Linked DNA regions of Mus musculus: all the other regions are linked to region 1. The links are chromatin contacts, called in public promoter capture Hi-C maps. All regions are on one chromosome and are shown on one strand. The core of a region is the stretch at or near the end of the contact, and the rest is flanking DNA. Distances in the headings are between cores, read along the strand shown.

Region 1 (3,004 bases), core at 164-2,663:
GCACAAGGGTTCACCAACCCTACCAACTTTTGCTGGGTTTTCTTTTTCTAGATGTGCTGACTGGAGTTAAGATCGAATCTCAGTGATTTGCATTCCACTGATGGCTAAGGATTGGGTACATTTTCTCATGTATTTACTAGATATTTGTGTTTCTTAACTGGAAAATTGTTAAGTTCTTTGCCCACATGTTGATTGGATTATTTATTGTTGAATTTTTTTAAGATTTGTTTTTATTATGTGTGTATGTGTGTGCTTGTATGTGTGTAAGCCATGTGAGTGTAGGTTACCGTGGAGGCCAGAAGAGGGCGCTGAGTCCTCTGGATCTGGAGTTTCAGGTAGCTGTGGGTGTTGGAAACCAAACAAAACTCTGGTCCTCTTCAAGGAGTAGAAAGTGGCTCTTAGCCACTGAGCCACTGTTCTAGCCCCTATGCAGAAGCCTTTTAAACCTGTCTGTCAATTCTTGGTCTCATTTCTAAAATCTTGAGGTATTGCCCCTTTGTTTTTCTCTGGACGTTTCAGTTCTTCCATGAAGGTTTCTTACCTGTTTTGAGTTGGTTTTTGTACCAGGGGATGGGAAATAATGATCTAGTCTCAGCTTCCCAGTACCACTGTGAATGAGGCTTTCTTCTACAATGCATATTTTTGGCCATTCTTTATTAAAAATCTGACGACAGTTTCCATGTAGATTTTTTTTTTTTTTTTTTTTTGCTTTGAGACAGGGTCCCTCTATGTAGCCCTGGCTGTACTGAAACTTGTTTTGTAGACCAAGCCGGCCCACTTGCCTGTGCCTCCTGTGTGCTGTGATTAAAGACGTGCCCATCACACTGTACTCAATGTAGATTTATTCTAAGTCTTCTGTTCCTTTGTACCACTGTCTGTTTTTAGGAGCATACTGTTTTTGTGACAATGTCTCTGTAGTATACTTTGAAGTCAGGTATTTTGATACTTCTAGTGCCTGTATTTTTATTCCTCACTTTGGGATTCTTTTGGTCTTTTGTGTTTCCATATAATATTTAGAGTTTCCCCTCCCTATTTCTCTTTAGAATTCCATTCAGATTTAGATGAAGACTCCAAAGAATTTGTAGGTCACTTTTCTAAATGGCAATTTTCTCAATATTCTGCACAACTCGTGAAGCCTTTCCATTTTTAAGTGTCTTTCTTTCTTTAGTGTTTGGTCTCAGACAGTCCGTATTTAAACGTCAGGCTGTCCATATGCGCTCGAGCTAGACTACAGGAGAATTTCTAGATAAAAGTTAACATTCTTCAGAAACTTGAGAAGCAGGTTCCAATCTGTCAAAAGGAGCTGTTTCCCTTACCTCTGGCAGAAGGAGCCTATGACGCCAATCACATAGACCCGAGGCTGCATACCAAAGTCCATGCTGGCCTCCAGGATCTCTCAGTTCCTATTTGTTAGACATTTCAGACTAGTACCCTAGCTCTTCTCACTTTCCCAGGTGCTCATCCTCTTTATAAGGGACAAAGTCTTTCCCTTGGCTCCTCCAGGCAATGCAACATAACAGCCCTGGCAGTAAGTCCAAACTCTTACTTTCTGCTCTGAACTCTTCCAGATGTATCTGGATATTTTCTCTCTTGTGGCCATGTCCTTTCTTTTCTCTCTGCTATGGACTCTAAATTCTCTCTCCCCACCCCCTTCTCATAAAAAAACCTTCCCCTTAACCATACCATGGAGCTTTCACATCCGCAGCTTCTTTACTGTACTCCTTTGCATACGTTGGTGCCGAAATGATAGCATATATATAGTGCTTCATACTTTCTTTCATTTGTCTTTTTGAGACAAGGTCTCACTATGTAGCCTTGGCTACCTGGAACTCACTATGTAGCCCATGCTGGCCTTGAGACTCATAGAAACCCGACAGCCTCTGTCTCCTGAGTTCTGGGATTAAAGGCTCCATCACCACTATGCCCAGCCAATTCTTCCTTTTCATCCTCCGGATTGTTAATGTCTTTGGCTAACTAAGCTTTAGTCTTAGTTGGATTTGTTCAGTTTTGAGGCTGTTATGATTGGTACTGGCTTCCTGACATTTTCACAGTAAGTTGTTGATTTTGTATTTTCCTCCTTGGAGAAGGGTGTTTACTAGATCTAAGTCTTCTAGTGGAGTTTCAGGTCTTGTATGTGTAGGGTCATATCTCTTGAAAACAAGGGAATTTGCCTCTTTTCTTCCTTTGTATCTTTTAATTTTTTTCCTCTTGACTCAGCAGTGATTGCTTTCAAGGATGAACTGGTTTGCGAGAGAGAGAGAGAGAGAGAGAGAGAGAGAGAGAGAGAGAATGAATCAATCCTTGGGTATTTATGTTATCTCTGCCTCCTGAGATGTCCCAGGAGCACAAAGAGTGACATTTTTACTCCCAAACAAAAGGCGACAGGCTATAACTGTGATAGCTGTGTATTGGGTGGGGGAGGAAAAGGCTTGCACGAACGCTGGGAGCTCCTAGTGAGTGGTGTAAGGGCAGGAGAGTCTAGGCAGAAACTGGGCTCTTGATTGAAATGCTTTACTGCTTTCTCAGATGTGGCCAGCATTGTTCCTGTCTCCTTCGCCTCCCAGAATGACTAGTGCTTGAGACTACAATCCTGAATGGTTTGCTTAAGTTCACTCCCTCCTCTGAGAACAGGAAGTCAAAAGGTGAGTGACAGAGCCACCTGCTGCTCTCTCCTTTGCATAGGTCTAACAGGAGCCTGGGTGAGCTCCTTGGATGGCTGGTGAACAGGAGCACCTTATCTATCTGGGAGGTACGAAGGCAAAGGTTGTACTGTTAATTTGCACCTCAACACAACCAACCTTAACCTTCACTCCACATCACTCACGGCGTTGGAGAAAGCTCTCCTAAGCAGCCAAGAAGGTACCAAAGGTGAGAGATTTCTTCATTTTCCTCCTTTTAAAATCTTATCCCTAAGAGTTACTACTGAAAAGGATATAATTTTATGTTCCCAAAGAGATGAGCCAGAAGAAAAGAACCTGTTGGAAGAATGTGTTATACTTTTAAG
Region 2 (3,004 bases), core at 337-2,836, 350 kb before region 1:
TACCTTGCTTCGTGAGCTCTGGCTGAAGTAAGGACCCCTGCTCACTAGATGAGGCAGCAAACAAGGCTGTGTGCCTTCACCATGCCTGCACAGCGCTGTGCTGGAGGCTCGGAGCCACAGCTGCTAAGTCAGCACAATCAGTGGTGTTCAGAGTGCAGAGAAGTGAAAGATGAGACAACAGCCATGCCTGGACACACGCAAGGAACACACTAGAAAGCTGCTCACAACGGAGCTCAACAAGATGATAGAAGATCATCAGTACCTAGGGAGCTCGAGGTATAGTATGGCTCAGTAGACTGAGCACATGCCTGGCATGTATAAAATCTGGGGCTCAAGTCCCAGCACTGCATAAACCAAGTGGTGCATGGCCATCATCCATAATAAAACACTGGGGAGGTAGAGGCAGGAAGATCAGAAGTTCAAGGTCATCTTTGGCTACATAGTGAGTTTAAGGCTCGGCCAGCCTGGGCTATATGAGACATTGTCTCAAATAACCAACTTCAAACAAACAAACAAACAACATCAAAGTCACACACCATCGGTTCTATGTCCAAGTATTAGCAAAGATAAACTCAAAGCTGAGACTGAGGTGAGCGAGATGACTCAGCGGGGGAAGGTGCTTTGCCACGAGGCCTAATGCCCTGAGTTTAGTCTTCAGGACCCACACCACATGGTAAAAAGAGAGAACGGATTCCCTAAAGGTGTTCTCTAACTGCCACACATGTGCTGTGGTCCCTCCATGCACTACACTGATAAGTAAGTGTAACTAAAAAGAAAATGAAATTAAGAAAATGATCACATTAATAACATGAGTATAATACTTAATAATAAATGAGTTTTTATAAATAAAATGTCTATAACCAGCCAACATAGATACGTAGATTGTTAGTGAGGTGGGACAGTGTTGAGGGGAAAGTTTCTTTTTTTCCTCTTTCTCTCTCTCTTTCTCTTTCTTTCTTTCTTTCTTTCTTTCTTTCTTTCTTTCTTCCTTTCTTTCTTTCTTTCTTTCTTTCTTTTTTTCATGTGTGTATGTATCCCTGGCTGCCCTGAAACTCATTCTGTAGACAAGGCTAGCCTCGATCCACTTGCCTCCAGAGGGCTGGGATTAAAGTTATGCCTTGTGTGTCGGAAGGTTTTATGAGGAGGGAAGAATTCTAAAATTAGATTATGGCCATTGTGCACAACTTTGTCAATACACTAAAATTATAATACTGGGCATTTCAAATGGATTGATTCTATCTCCATAAAGCTTCTCTTGAATCAGTTGGTAGGGCAAGGGTTATACAATGCATAGTTGAACCTTGGAAAGGCCCAGGCCTTGTATGCTGGGAGCTGCTGAACGTGTCCCAAGAAGCAGGGGAACTGCTCAAACACCTGCCTCTCTTTTATTGTTCATTACGGTTTTAAGACAGGGTCTATACTTGAATTCAGTGTGCAGTAAGGAATCTATGCAGATGAAGAGCTGACTGACGCCTGGGTTTAGCAGTCTAGGGACCTGGAAGCATCACAGAGCACAGCCAGTCACAACACAACTGCCATTACCCAGGCTAGGCTAGAAAGAGCCCCCAAGCCTCCAGAACCCAGCCGATCTCTAGTGTCACTAGGTGGCGATCCTGTGTAATAAATATGGAGAACTAATGGCTTTCAACACACTGCCAGAAATTGATTAATGAGGTCGTTTAGGTACCACTCCCAGCCAGAGTGACTGCCAACTCAGTGCAGAAGGGCCACTGAGCAGAGCTGGCTCCGTCCTCAGCAGAGCGGATGGCAGAGACTTTCAGGAACTGTGTCAACGACTTGTGAAACAGTCATTAAAAGCCAAATCTTACCAACTTACAATTAAATTAGCAAACGAAATAAGCAAGCTTCATCCCATCCCATCCCCCACCCCGTCCCCTTCTGTCCCCCTCCCCAGTCCCACACACTTTCTGAGTAGCCATGCTGGTGGCTCAGCCTGACCTGGCTATGGTGTGTATATTTACTATGTATCCTAGTTTGCTGCCCGTTGCTGCCATGAAACACTGACAGAAGCAAGTTGCTCTGGCTGTGCTTTATTACAAAGGGAAGTCAGGGCAGGAACTCAAGGCAAGACCCAAGCGAAGACCATGGAAGAATACTGCTTACCAGCTCGCTCACTTGGCTTTCTCATACAATTCAGGACCCACCCACCTAGGAGTATACTGCCTGCCGACATCAGTCCGTAAGGAAATGCTCCACAGGCTTGCCTCCAAGGAAAATCTGATAGCAGCAATTTCTCAGTTGAGGTCTGTCTTCCCAGATAACCCTAGCTTGTGTCAAGTTGACAAAAAAGGAAGCCATTTAACCCCAGGAACTGGCAACTGTTGCAATTTAGGCATTTTTGTTTAGTTTTATTACTCCCTGCTGCTCAGGAGACCAGACCCTTCCTGAATTCACCCTCATGGAAAATGCTTTCCTAGGCTGGAGAGATGACTCAGCAGTTAAGAGCACTCGCTGTTCCTGCAGAGAACCCTGATTTGGTTCCCAGCACCCACATAGTGACTCACAACTGTAATGCTAGTTCTGCTTTTTTTCTGGCTTTTGAGAACACTAGGCACATACACGATGCACAGACACACCTCCAGGCAAAATATCTTTACACATGAAAAGATAAAAATGAAAATTGGAAAATGCTTTTCTGAGCCGGGCTCGACAGCATACACCTGTAATTCTAGCACTTGGGGAGGCTGAGGCAGGACAATCTCATCTCCGTGAGCTCAAGGCCAGACTGAGATGGACATAATACATCTGGATCCAGATATCAAATAAAAAAAAAAACCAGCAGGCTGTCCCTCCATTTGTTTTGAACTGTCTGTGCAATTTTGGGTAATTTTGGCCCCTCTGCTATTTTGTGTTGTTTGTATTTCTAATATCCACCCCACCCCCCACCCCCAGCAACACACACACACACACACACACACACACACACACACACACTCGAGGATTGAGAACTGTGTTATAAAGACAGAGCCTTCACTGGGACAAT
Region 3 (3,004 bases), core at 164-2,663, 330 kb before region 1:
ACTCATGGGACTGAGGAAGTTGCTGATGCTCGCTGCCAAGCCTGACGATCTGAGTTTGACCTCTGGTACCCACACGACAGAGGAGAGAACATCTGCATTTATTCATTCTATAGACCCTTCTTCTACACACTAACTACGTTATTTTAAAGCAAAGACTATATGTTTCTTAGCCTTTTGGCTAAGAACAAGTAAATAGCAAAGAATAAATATTATATTAGTTTATGCTTAATATTTCAGTATGTGCCATTAAGAAGGTACATTTTTTTATATTTAAAAGTAACCACAAGACTATTATCATACCTAAAGAAATGAACATTAAACCTTCCATATCAAATATTTACTACTGAGCACATTTCCCAGACTGCTTCTTAATTGCTTTTGGATGGCTGGATTGTCTGAAGAGGGGGCTGGGAACCACTTCTTACTGTCACTTAGGTTATACGAGTTAGTAGTGGGCTCAGAGATCAACCTTGTGGGATACTTGATAGTCTGAACCAGAGAAACATATCTGATGATTGTTAGTTCAGCCAAAAGCCAACTAGTAAGTCTCATCAATTCTTAAAAACACACACAGATGTTGCAACATTTTTCCCTGAAGTGCAAGACAGCTACTCCCTGCTTTCTTTACACCCACATCGAAGTGCTCAGAGACAGGTCCCCACAATCACACCTACACCAGCACTCAGGAATATGCTACCATAATTCATTTCAATGTTGGGCTCAATCCTGCATAGCCCACCATCCTCCTGGTTGCTTAATTAATGTGGTTGTGAATTGTTGGCCTAACCTAATGTGTTAAGAAAATGGGGTAACGATATTAGTCTTGGTAAGTGGGAGGCCCGGTAGTTGTGGCATGCAGACATGATTAAACGAGAGAGGTTTTGTTCCTTAGAGCTAGAAAAGCTAGGAAGCTCTGAAAAGCCAAGGCCTTAAGGAAACGGCCCTGCAGACCGTGCATGCTATGGAGGGGGTGAAGGAAAACTGGGTTTATTACGTTTGCTGGTTTTACTCCCTAGAAGGAAGAATTGGAGAATAAACGATCACACTGGATAAACCTTAGAGATGCAGTAACAGGACAGAGGCGCTTGGATAGAGGGTGGCCAGCTTTGTAAGAAACTAGTCAAATGATGAAGTCTCACGGACCAAAGACAGGCCTGGGCAATAAGGGCAGAAAAACCAGGCTGCCAGCTTCCGTAACAACAGCCTCCAGGTGTGAACTGCTAGCTTTAAGCCACCACAGCTATTACTCATAGACAGCACGTTTCGGCTCACCCAGTTACCTCCTGATCCTGTGTTTTCTCAGGCATGAAAAAAAAAAAAAAAGAGAGAGAGAGAGAGAGCAACTACCCATTGGGCTCATCAGAACACCAATGGTGGGCAGGAAGGATGTGGCCAGCAGGGTGTAACACAGCCAGTGAACCAAAGCAGAAAGATGACCCAGACAGCAGCCAGAGCCTGCCTCGGGGACCCTGGTTCTTTTTGAGGTAGTGTTGAGGAAGAACACTGGTATATTCCTTGGCTTAGAGTTTTACCACATCCTGAGTTAGTATTTTAAACATTTCATTTGATTGTCCCACCTAGCCCTTTATCCAGGAAACTGGGAATAGATAGAAAGAGAAGCCACAGAGACACAGGCAAGGACAGACACACTACAAATGTGTTTGGGTCAGGGACATGAGCATGTGAAGACCCTGTTTTCTGAGTAGGGAGGCTATGGAGAGAGCCCTGAACTTTGGGCCCATTTCAGTGAGAGCAATTATCCTGATTTGTCCCATAGCGGACTTATATTACTGAAAGGTTATAAGGACACTGGTCAGGAGTGTTGACTGGTAGAACTGTCTCGGTTGGCAACTTGTCCATGGAACCTTACTCCTGTCCTGTTAAGACCCTCTGGGACTACAATGCTCAGAACTTCAGTAGATATCATATACATTCTATTTTTAAAAATTTATAAATGGGGCATGGCAGTGCATACTTGTAATTCCAGTACTAGGGAGGGAGAGGCAGGGGGATATCTGCATGTACAAGAGCATTCTGGTCTATAAAGTGAGTGCCAGGCTAGTCAGAGCTCCATTACAAGATTCTGTTTAAAAAAAAATTGTGTGTGTGTGTGTGCGCATGCATGTGTGTGTGTGTATGTGTGTGTGTGTGAGAGAGAGAGAGACAGAGAGAGAGGCAGACAGACAGAGACAGAGAGAGTGTGTGAGTGTCTCAAGTTATCAGGCTAGGCAGCAAGTATTTTTATTCACTGGACTGTCTCTTCCAGCCCTTCTTTGATATATTTCTTTTATCGATTAATTGATTGATTCATTCATTCAATCATAGACAGTGTCTTGCATATCCCGGGGGGGATAGCATTTCAGTTCAAGATGACCTTGAACTTCTGATCATCTTGTCTTCACCTCTCAAGTGTTGGGACAGCAGACTAGCATCACTACACTGTTAATGCAGTGCAGAGAACAGGACCCAGGGAGGGCTTCCTGCATGCTAGCCAAGCTCTCTATCAACCGAGCCACATCCCTAGCCCCGGGTCTTCTGGGAGAACGGAAATTCTGTTCTCTCTGTCATGAGCCTGGTGGTGTGTTGGCACAGCAGGTGGTGGGCGATGTGGAGAAGAGCCACAGAAGAAGCCCTGCCTCAGCCAGTCCCCGCTCACCTGAGGGACACGGACAGGATCCTTTCCACCTCGATCCTCCGCTTCAGGACTTCCTTCACAACACCTTTGTCTGGGCCTTGCTTCACCTTCTCCCTTCCAATTAAGTACAAGCACTTGGGGGTTAGCAGCAGGTCTCGCTTGACACCCTGTGAGAAGAGGGACTTTCAGAAGGCAGCCAGACACGGTCAGAGAGACAACTGTGACAATACACCACTGCTGCTGACCTGGATGTCGAACGGCTACTGTGTGACTACTGACTCAGGCCCCTTGACAGAGAAGAGGCTCACCTGCATGGGGACGATGATGCTTGACTTTTTTTTTTTTTTAACTTCTAAGATATCATTTGTA

The links. Promoter capture Hi-C pulls out the DNA fragments that hold promoters and counts their contacts.
Region 2: a contact with region 1 is called in a promoter capture Hi-C map of embryonic stem cells, with 4 times the contacts expected there. The contact joins the enhancer-like site here to the promoter of Gcnt3 in region 1. A contact is called at or near these places in 9 of 39 promoter capture datasets (the C10 cell line, cranial neural crest, embryonic stem cells and 4 more), 3 of 115 datasets of contacts at active chromatin or transcription factors (embryonic stem cells and trophoblast stem cells) and 3 of 9 other capture datasets (adipose tissue, liver and macrophages).
Region 3: a contact with region 1 is called in a promoter capture Hi-C map of pre-B cells, with 2.1 times the contacts expected there. The contact joins the enhancer-like site here to the promoter of Gcnt3 in region 1. A contact is called at or near these places in 4 of 39 promoter capture datasets (the C10 cell line, cranial neural crest, liver and 1 more) and 2 of 115 datasets of contacts at active chromatin or transcription factors (both in embryonic stem cells).

What each region holds. Positions count from the first base shown.
Region 1 is chr9:70,036,497-70,039,500 of GRCm38.p6, reverse strand. It overlaps Gcnt3 (glucosaminyl (N-acetyl) transferase 3, mucin type), which reads left to right and starts at 1,413. Exons shown (of 3, transcript NM_028087.2): 1 at 1,413-1,528; 2 at 2,527-2,868.
Region 2 is chr9:70,391,348-70,394,351 of GRCm38.p6, reverse strand. All of the region lies in intron 26 of Myo1e (myosin IE), which reads right to left. Among named protein-coding and RNA genes, the nearest start is that of Mir5626, 13 kb to the left of the region's middle. Within about 2 kb of position 1,586, at least 28 of the 459 cell types and tissues checked have an H3K27ac peak or open chromatin away from gene starts, as enhancers often do. A contact at or near this core is called in adipose tissue and embryonic stem cells, where this site is marked.
Region 3 is chr9:70,370,155-70,373,158 of GRCm38.p6, reverse strand. Myo1e (myosin IE) reads right to left here. Exons shown (of 28, transcript NM_181072.3): 22 at 2,657-2,802. Among named protein-coding and RNA genes, the nearest start is that of Mir5626, 34 kb to the left of the region's middle. Within about 2 kb of position 1,413, at least 9 of the 459 cell types and tissues checked have an H3K27ac peak or open chromatin away from gene starts, as enhancers often do. A contact at or near this core is called in pre-B cells, where this site is marked.